Linked DNA regions of Cyprinus carpio: region 1 is linked to region 2. Evidence: chromatin contacts called from public Hi-C data. All regions are on one chromosome and are shown on one strand. Each heading gives the region's core, a stretch centred on a gene start, on an enhancer-like site or on the middle of the called end of the contact. The rest is flanking DNA. Distances are from core to core; before and after follow the strand shown. Region 1 holds the start of LOC109075512 (sentrin-specific protease 5-like). Region 2 holds the start of pex6 (peroxisome assembly factor 2).

Region 1 (5,062 bases), core at 1,421-3,920, 540 kb after region 2:
TGTTTTAATTAATCATCTTAAATGTAATTTCAGTTCTACCTTCTGAGTATGATCTATCATATGTAGTAAAAACAACAACACTCAAGCACTGTAAGGGTTTTGTTTAACTGACTGGCTTATCTCCTGTATGATTTCATGTGAGTCTCTTCAGACCTAAGAACTGTACATGAATTATGAGCTTCTAGAATTCTGAGAACTGAACTACCTTTCACAAATTGAACATAGAAATAAAAACAGTATAATTAACAAAACATAGTTCTTTCTTAGTTGTATTTAGTGCGAACCATAAGTGCAGCCATAATCAAAGTAGGCTACTCTCTCAATATTCAAAGTGCAAACAGAGACCAAATTTTTCAAGCATGACACAGAGCTATAGACAACTACACAACCTATTATAGCCTACATACTAATCACTAGATATGTTGTGTAGCCTAATTTGCACGCATCGGGGAGTCGCTCTCAAAACACAATCGACCTCAACTAACACTCATGCCATGCATTCAACAAAAAAAAAAATAAATAATCTTATGGACCAGTGAGGGGCTTTTTTTTTCATCATGAAGAAAAAAAAGTAATTTTTTTTTTTTTTTTTTTAACAGTCTGGCCAATCTGAGGCCCCTGCACACGTGGGGCCCCTAGGCTGCAGCCAAGGTAAGCTTGCAATAATCCGCGCCTGACAGGAATATTCTTAGACCAAATATAGGCCTACTTAGAGTAGATTTAGACTCAGGTACACCAATCATTAAATTATGAAAACATTCGCCTATTTCTGAATGTTGTGTGAACATACAAAATCCAATTTTTTAAGGATTTAAAAAAAAAATCCTCTTATAGTTACAGTTACAGAAAGCATTTAGTGAACGTTCCACTTGATTATTTTGCAAACATGATGGGAATGTTACTGTACTTTTAAATGTTCTCTGGGTGCTTTTCACACAAATAGTACCGTTAAAGAAACAAAAACAAACATTGAACAAACGTCCAACTAAACCATTATAAAATTGTATTAAAATTACTGGAAGACACAGCACCTTGCCTGAACGTTCTGTGAACTGTTTCCTGTAAGCTGGGCAGTAATTAAAACACAGCAACGTAAATAAATGAAGGGCAGCGCAAACAGAACTTCTTTTTTGTGATCGGACTGTGATGAAAACAGAAAACAAAGCTACATTTGACATGATTAAGCCGCAAGACTTAATATATCCAAGCATATTATACTAGACTTATGTTACATATTGTAAAAAGGAGCATAATATCAATATAAGTATCATGTCTATTCATTGCTGTGATTATTGGCATAAACAGACATCCCAAGTCTCCCGGAAGTCCCGGGAGTCTCCCGCATATTGATAGCGGCTCCCTGATGCCCGCAAATTAGTTAGAATCTCCCGGAATCTAGAGCGAGCAGTGTTGCCAACTTCTTTCAATGGAAAGTAGCTAAACCCCGCCTGAAAAGTCGCTAAATGTCGCTAGATGACGTCATACGTTAATTAGCATATTCATGACGTAAGTGCGTCGTATTTTTATTTGCCTCCCTGTGCTTACATACTGCATTTTTAATGCAGCCACATTCGCAATAAAACTGTTTTTATTATTATATTTTAATGTTTCTGTTTACAAACAACGGAATGAATATTGTAATGACTGAAACGCGCTCCATTAAGACTACATAACCAGCTCTCAAGGATATTAATCTGCACTAAAATCCTATTCACGACATTGTCTAATGAAATCAAATACACATATGATTAAGACAATGGTTGTGCTGTGATTTCGGCTATACTCGCATGTAAAAGAGTTAGAAGCAACAGAATATCTTTTTTTAACTGAAAGTGCTGCTCCTCTCTGCACTCGCTGAACAGAGCAGATGCAGAGAGAGATGCGCGCGCTGGGAAAGAGAGACCTCGCGCTCGTGCGGCAGTACCAGACAGTCTCAGAGACTAAATAAGGTTTGTCCAAGAAAGTCGCTAGATTTGTCGCTAGTCGCTTTTTCCGAAAAATGTCGCTAAGGGGGTCTGAAAAGTCGCTAAATCTAGCGACAAAGTCGCTAAGTTGGCAACACTGAGCGAGCGAGCAAGAGCGCGCAAAGAAGAGACTGTGTTTCAAATCGTGTAGCGCGCGCACGGCAGAGAGGGAGAGGGAGCGAGAGACCTTGCGTGTGTGTGCTAGTGTGCGTGTGTGCGAAGCGCACGTAAGACAGAGAGCATCCTGATTGGCCTGTTTCGGCAAATCAACCAATCAATTGTCAGTGTGGGCGGGCTTTTATCTCTTCTCCCGAACCAAATTAATCAGTTATGTCTATCTAGAAACAGGAGCACAATGGCAGAGGGAGAGTGCAATGGAAAATAAATTAAAGCAGTTTACATAAATAGTATAAGCAGCTTATATAAATAGTAAAAGTAATCTACATATTTAAACATAATTAACGAATAATTGCACAGGCCTATAGCTTATAGAAATAATATTTTATGCTTTTATATTTTTTAGTAAAGTCATGTTCTGTGGTGAAATGTCATATCCTTGTCCTCCTTCCCCCCTTTTTTTTTTGGGGGGGGGGGGGGGGGTTGGCTTCGGGATACCTCACAACTTTATTATTCACCAATCTGATCCAAACGCATAAAAAAGCACTCGGTATCTCGTTCCCGCTAGATGCCGCCAAAACGCTTCGGCGCGTGACGTCATCTGCGTGCGCCGCGCTCGGTCTGCGACCATAACAACGCCTGATAACCCTCACTTTTATCGATATCATTGATAGTGGAATATTGATCGCAGTTTATTCGCACTGCCTTTAAGGTCCCGCACATATCGTCCTTGAGAGCGACACACGGTGAGGCTGTGAATCACAGACGCGCGCGACTGTTTGAAAGCCTGGGTTTTGTGTTTTGTTTGATTGCTAAATAAATGATCTGTTCAGATCTGAATGACTGATAATCACTGACTGATTGTCTCACTATAGATCATTTTGCTTAGAGCTTCCCGAGGGCGTTAGACTTGTATGCATTCGTGTTTTCATTCAGTCTGAATTTCGATCAAAATATTAGAGTCATATTTTTCTCTAATAAAGAAGTAAATCAGTCTGATTGGCGGATGATGTCTGCAATCCGCTGATTTTACTGCCTAAACAAGAGATTCACACCAGTACCACGGTAACACCATTATACATGTACATCGGGATTCACTGAAGTACCACATAAATACCACACGATTATAATAATCATTCATAATATATATCATGGTGTATATCAAAGACGCAAACTATTACCACATGATAGCATCACTAAACCATGTTTTGTGGTTTACCGTGGTGATACTATATTGATAATGTTATATGAATGTGGTTTAGACTGCTTAAAACTACAATGAGATATCCATTAGAGAGAAAACTTAGGTTTCTTCACCAGAAAATGTGCAGCTGACAATTGCATTGAGCAGCAAGATTAACAATCCAAGAGCCAAATGCTTAAAATAATAATAATAAAACGAACGAGTTTTTTTCTCTCTCCAGAACTCCATGTAAAAAGACGGCTTGCAGAATTATTTCACTATAATAATTATTCAATGAAAAATAGACAGACTAGGGATACAAAATAATTAAAAAACTAAGACACCTGTTACCCACACAATACTTTGTATGTTATTTCTGCAAAATACTGACTTTTCATTTGTTTTATTCTTTGTTATTTTATTCGATCTTGTTTTTTTTTGAGCGTGCAGATTAGGAAAGTACATCCACACTCCCAAGAATTCCATTTCCAAGGTCCAGCGTCTGCGTGTCGATGGAGGAATCCTGCTAAAAACACAAAACGGGTGGAGAGGATCCCGGGAGGAATGGGGTAGAGTTCTCGATGAGGGTCCCAGCAGCAAACAGCTCCGTTAGGGTAGAATCAGGCTCGGGTGAGATGCCTGAGAATGGACGCTCCAGGAGGAGACGGGTGCCGAAGACGTGCGACTGCTGCGGGCCCCACCGCAAGCCCCATGTGCCAGGACACCAGCAAGTGCTGAAGAAACGTGGCCGCAAGAAGAAAGAGATGGTGGGCCAAGAAGAAGAAGTGGTGGCAGAGGAGGTGGTGAGCTCGTCGGCAGTGGACTCGATTGTCATTTTTGAAATGGACACAGCTTCTGAGATGGAGGAGGCACCGTCTCCTAAAGGGAAGCCAGACCTTTCCCAGACTGAGGGTGGGAGTGAAAGCACCGTCCTGGTGAACGGCTTGGAGAACAGTGCTCATGCCAACTCTACGCATCCCAGTGACACCAAAGAGCTGAGCCGTCCCATTGAGAGCAGTTCTGCCACCCTGAGTGACTTATCAAAGAACCCCCCCGATTCTTCCTTGATCAGTGCAGAGCCGGACGTTTCTGCTCACACTGATGCCATGGAAACCGAGCCGTCCAGCTTGAGCACTAATGTAAACAAGGCTTCCTGGGACCATCACTACTGCAAGCCCCTCGCTGGGGAGAACATGAAGGACTCCAGGGAGGAGACGGGCCAACCGCCTGCATCGCCTCCTGTCGAATTTACAACTGAGGGCATCATCGAGTGTATTCATGGTAGAGTGGATGATTTCCACAGCTTGTGTTGATTTCTGGTGTCATGATGTAGTTACTGAACATGCTTTTTATCTCCCAGAATTCCTCGAGCAGTTCTATGGGAAATATGGAAGCTTCACCCCATTAAGTGATGCTGACGTCCTCTATCACCTAAATAAGACGTTTCAGTCTGATCTTAATGACAGGCAAGTTTAATCCCTAATAAATAATTTTTTTTCCACAAGTACAGTACGAAATCCAGTCCAAGTCCAGTTGATGTTCTTTTTAATCTGTGAAAAGAGGAACATAAGCTTCAGAAAGACCTCAGGAGGTCAAACACATTTTACATGTGTGTGGATTGAGGTTTGCAGGACTGCACAAACCTGGTACCAAAATTTAAGAACTTTTTTTTTTTTTTTGTCAATAATACCTACACTATTGCTCAAATGTTTAGTCAGAAAGTATTCTTTAATTCAGCAAGGTCACGTTCAGTTGATCAAAAGTGACAGCAAAGGCTTTTAAAAAAAAACATTCTTTC
Region 2 (5,303 bases), core at 1,816-4,315:
TTGATCAGATGCAGATGCAGCCTCCTGCTAGCCGCTCTTACCACGGTAACTTTACCACTGCCATTGGGACCCATCAGAAGAACCGAACAGCCTCTTTTTAACGTTAAAGAGCTGCCGAGAATAATATATATATATATTATGCCAATCAAAAAAGTTATAACATTATATAGCATCGACTACCACTTAAAACATCGCCTAAAGCAGTAGCTCTTAACCAGAGGCAGCAGGATGACTTCAAAGTATTCAGATCAATAAATTAGTTTTAATATATTACAATAATCTAACTTTTATCTAAATCTAAATGCTATTTAACACATACAATGAAGACTAAAATTCATGCTCTTTTTTTTTTTATATATATATATATATATATATAGAGAGAGAGAGAGAGAGAGAGAGAGAGAGACAGAGAGAGAACAAGTGGTTGACAATGGGAGGCCTTTTAGTCCAAAAGGTTAAAATTTGCTATTCTTACAGAAGGACGGACACACAAAATGAATGTGCTTCACAACACAACTTTTAAATGAGAATTTGTGTCCTTCATATTGTAATATTAATATTGAGGTTGTGAGCACCTTATTCATAATATACATACACAATACAGACCTTTCACTGAAGTGAGGCTGGATGATAGTGAGCAGTTGCTCCACAGTGCTGGACAGACCCGGAGGACAAAGACTCGTCCAGAACGATGAACCCTTCTGCAGCACAGAGCAGGGAGACCGGCTGTGGGCGGAGCCTCCCTGTGGACAGCCAATCAGAGCTTGAGCACACCTGCATATATGAACTGTATGATATGATTCCGATTGGACTATTATTGATATCATTTCTCACCATGTATAGTGATGTGTGACTGGAATCAGCCAGATATGAAGAAACCTCCTCCTCCTCAGCAGAGAAACCACACACCTGCTTCACTCTGCAATACAGCACAGGCCACCTGCGAAACACAGAAGCTGCATGAGGACTGGTTTTCAGGGATCTTTAAAGCATCGACTGAAGATAAACCCGCACCTGAGGATTCCTTCAGAGCTGTTCTCTATTAGATCAGGATGTCCTTCTGACGGGATTCCCAATATACTCCCCCGCTGAACAAGCCTGCAAACAAACACAACGCTCAGGAAAACCAGCAAGACAGTCATATATGACCATAAATGCACTGTGAGCACCTGGGAGAGCTGAAGTGTTTGTAGAGGATGCTGTCGAAGGGCCCATGGGAGTTGTAGTCTGGAGATATGACGGCTTCGATGTGCAGCTCTTTAGCAAACGGCGGCACTGCACATCGACACGCGCTCACGGAGATCTGAGACTCGGCCTCAGACAACACTTTATTCCACCTCTGCTTCAATTAAATCACACACACACACACACACAGAACTAATCACACATCTGTTGACATCTGATCGACCATCAGGCCTCACTGAGTGTTTCCATACAGTGGCAGACTGATAAAATAATATCTGGCCATTCTTGAGAAGAGAAGTGGTCCAAGAACTGAGCCCTGAGGCACCCCAGTACTTAGATGTTGTGACTTGGACACCTCACCTCTCCAAGATACTTTGAAGGACCTATCTGAGAGGTAAGACTCAATAGAATAGGTGTTTACATATATATATATCAGCAATTTTACAGCGAACTGAATTGTACTAAATAGGTCTTTTCTGTTGTGAAGTAACCTTTTGAACATGTATTTGTATTTACTCTCTCTATATGAAGTTGGATGTATAAGTATATCCAATGATATGTAAGAATACATCTACCGTTTGATTTTTTTATACACTTGGAAAATGTAAACTATATCATCGCACAGCAGCTTTACAATATATATGAAGTTCTTTATATCTATATACTTCACCTTAATTTTGATGGTCTTATTTCCAACAGGCACTGCCATCCCGTCTGTCAGGTTAAACCACTGAACCGGTGAAATGAAGCCCACGTTGTCATTCACATCCATGTCTTGCTGTCTAACTGTGTCAAAAGCTTTGATTGCAACCAGATGAACACGTCCCTGCTTCTTATTGGGAATTGCACAGCTGCTTTCCCGGTCGGCCAGGACAGGACTCTGAGTCTGAGGGGTCTTCTTCACCTTGTCTGCTGGGACGGACGCAATGACCCACTCCCCGTTAAACACACCCATCTTCAGTAACAAGCTCTTGTGCACAAAAATAGTGCTGTCAACGTCCAGTCCTTCATTCTGCTCTAGTCTAGACAGAATTCCTCCAGGTTTATGGAGATTTGAGACGTCTACCACGCGCACATCGAGTCTGCATTCAAGAGCCTGCAAGAAAGCACTGAAGTCCAGCACTCTACTGTTCAGCAAAGAGCTGCCGGAACTCAGGCTACTTGCGTACTGGGCAAAATCAGAGACAAAGAGAGAGGAAGCTGACAGTCTGCTCGTGGTGGTGCTGGTGTTGGTCAGGTCCAGATCTCTGCAGTCTGACACCACCACACTGGTGTCCACTGTTATCCTGCCCTGACTGACAGGTGTGCACTCCAGCACCATCACCTCTGAGAGGCACTGCTGCACCTGTGCGGCTTCTTCACCCAGTAGATGATGGTAGGGGATGAGCAGAGCATCTCCTTGCCTCGCCAGCAGAGTCTGTCCGTGACAGGACGCCAGGATCAGCAGAGCATTGGAGAACTTCTCTGAAGAAGCCCATTTAAAGCTCTGCTTCGTCCGAGCCCCGATGACAATCTTCTTTAAAGGCAGCAGAGACTGTGGACGAACCGTTCCCGGCGAGTGCTCCTTCAGTCCGTAGTGTTTGAGGAAAGATCTGCTCACATAAACAGCGAGGCACGTGGGAATGTTTACATCGGTCTCTCCCTCCGAAGTCGCGTGCGCGCACACCAAAAAGCCCCGATTACAGGGGGACTGTTGGTCCATCAGCGACAATAACAACGCGTATGTGGGTCCAGTGTAGTCTGGAAACTTTTGAGTAAATTGTGATTTGCTGATAAGCACATGTAGAGGATGAATATGTGTTGGAAAGTCATCAAGACACTGCAACTTAACGGGGGCCGCCATGTTGAAAATGTGCGCATGCGCATTGAAACGAGAAAAACTGACCGCTGACAGAAAGTTTTTATTTTTATTTTTTATATATAACTGATTATTTTGCGTAAACGTTACCTTTCCCCTTCAGATCAGAACTGTATCGATATATTGAAACGTTAGAGGGTAGGCTAATGGGAAAACTAAAGAAACCAGTTTTCGTACTACTATTTACCGTAATACAATGTATGGTACTTAATTTTTTCATACAATTATGTAATTATTTTTTTCTCTCTCTCTCCAATTCTCTTGCCTTCATCTCATTACTGCACGCATGGTTTGTCTTTCGATTAAATAATTCAAACTGAATGGCTACACAGATTAACAACACTAGATTTAGAATTGCAATAATAAACATTTAATAAACATTTAATAAACAATTAAGCATTTACATTTTAGTCATTTAGCAGACGCTTTTATCCAAAGCGACTTACAAATGAGGACAATAGAAGCAATCGAAATCAACAAAAGAGCAATGATATACAAGTGCTATAACAAGTCTCAGTTAGCTTAACGTAGTTAACGTAGCAAGGTTTTTTTTTTAATAATATAATAAATAAAAAGAAAACAAAATAGAAAAAGAATAGAGCAAGCTAGTGTTAGAGGTCTTTTTGCTTTTGTTAATTGTATAATAAATGAAAAGAAAACAGATGGAATACAAAATAATAGAAAGCAAGTGTTAGTTTTTTTTTTTCAAAGAAAACAAGCAGCAAATGAATAGAGTGCAAATCTATAAGGGACAAGTTTTGTTTTTTTAGAATAGAATAGAATAGAATAGAATAGAATAGAATAGAGGCTATAGTTCAATATAGAGGGTCAAATAAAGATGGAAGAGATGTGTTTTAAGCTGATTCTTGAAGATGGCTAAGGACTCAGCTGCTCGGATTGAGTTGGGCAGGTCATTCCACCAGGAGGGAACATTTCATTTAAAAGTCCGTAAAATGGACTTTATGCATCTTTGGGATGGCACAATCAAGCGACGTTCACTTGCAGTGTTCTGAACGCAAGTGTTCTGTTTTGGCAAGGTTGAAGGTGATGGTTCTTTATCCAGCAAGAAATGTCTGTTAGACAAGCTGAGATGCGAGCAGCTACTGTCGGATCATCAGGATGGAATGAGAGGTAGAGTTGAGTGTCATCAGCATAGCAGTGGTATGAAAAGCCATGTTTCTGAATGACAGAACCTAATGATGCCATGTAGACAGAGAAGAGAAGCGGTCCAAGAACTGAGCCCTGAGGCACCCCAGTAGTTAGATGTTGCGACTTGGACACCTCACCTCTCCAAGATACTTTGAAGGACCTATCTGATAGGTAAGACTCAAACCACTGGAGTGCGGTTCCTGAGATGCACTTTGCCAGTAGGGTTGACAGGAGGATCTGGTGGTTAACCGTGTCAAAAGCAGCGGACAGATTCAGCAAGATAAGTATTGAAGATTTCGATGATTAACATGATTATAATAATAAATAATATTTCTCCAAGTTATCTTAACATTGTGTGTTCTCATTTCATTTAGGCTTATTGCTAAAGCAGCACTTTATTACCACTAATAAACAACAAATACATCTGTAAGTCAGGGTTAGACTTTTCTTTTGTTTTTTTATTTTTTTGGTTATTTTTCTTTCTGGAGAACCACGTTATTTCTCATAGGGAATTGGTTTGAAATTACTGGACAACCAATGAATGTGTCTTAATGAGCTTATTTTCTCCTAAATAAATGAATTATTAAATTCTTCATTCAAAAAATGCTTGTTGACAATTAGCTTGTGGTATCAATCTTGGCCACTAGCTGGCAGTTCAATTCAAGTTTATTTGTATAGCGCTTTTTACAATACAAATCATTGCAATGATTTCTACAATATTTAGTAGTAGCTTTTCAGTGGTGACTGTCAGTTTTTTGTGCATACAGCAGAAATGTTCAGAAAAATCAATAAAAGACTTAAACAAACAGATGATTAACACTAATAACAGCAATTATGCAATCAAACTTATAGCAAAATGTGGTAGTTCTGTATGTTGTTTCTGGGTTAGCATCATCTGAGGTCCTCTGAGGGGTTGGCATCATCTCTTCTCAGGTGTTCTGGATCCAGACTGGAGCTTGTGTAAATCCTAGTAATCCCGTGGCAAAACAGAGAAACAAATAGAGACATAATTAGCATAGCTGCTGTTCCAGGCAAGTAAAATTAATTAGTTTAACCCAAGCTAAAGAATAATAATGCGCATTTGATCAGATATAACTACAGTCCAAAATTA

The links. Hi-C and Micro-C count contacts between places; a contact is called where the count stands out from the background.
Region 1: a Hi-C map of liver shows a contact between it and region 2, with 4 times the contacts expected there. The contact joins the promoter of LOC109075512 here to the promoter of pex6 in region 2. A contact is called at or near these places in 2 of 8 Hi-C or Micro-C datasets (liver and skeletal muscle).

Annotation. Positions count from the first base shown.
Region 1 is chrA22:21,845,790-21,850,851 of ASM1834038v1, forward strand. It overlaps LOC109075512 (sentrin-specific protease 5-like), which reads left to right and starts at 2,671. Exons shown (of 9, transcript XM_042712253.1): 1 at 2,671-2,827; 2 at 3,715-4,545; 3 at 4,625-4,730. The coding sequence starts at 3,846.
Region 2 is chrA22:21,304,839-21,310,141 of ASM1834038v1, forward strand. pex6 (peroxisome assembly factor 2) reads right to left here and starts at 3,066. Exons shown (of 17, transcript XM_042712227.1): 1 at 1,856-3,066; 2 at 1,170-1,339; 3 at 1,015-1,098; 4 at 835-940; 5 at 607-743; 6 at 1-111. The coding sequence starts at 3,028.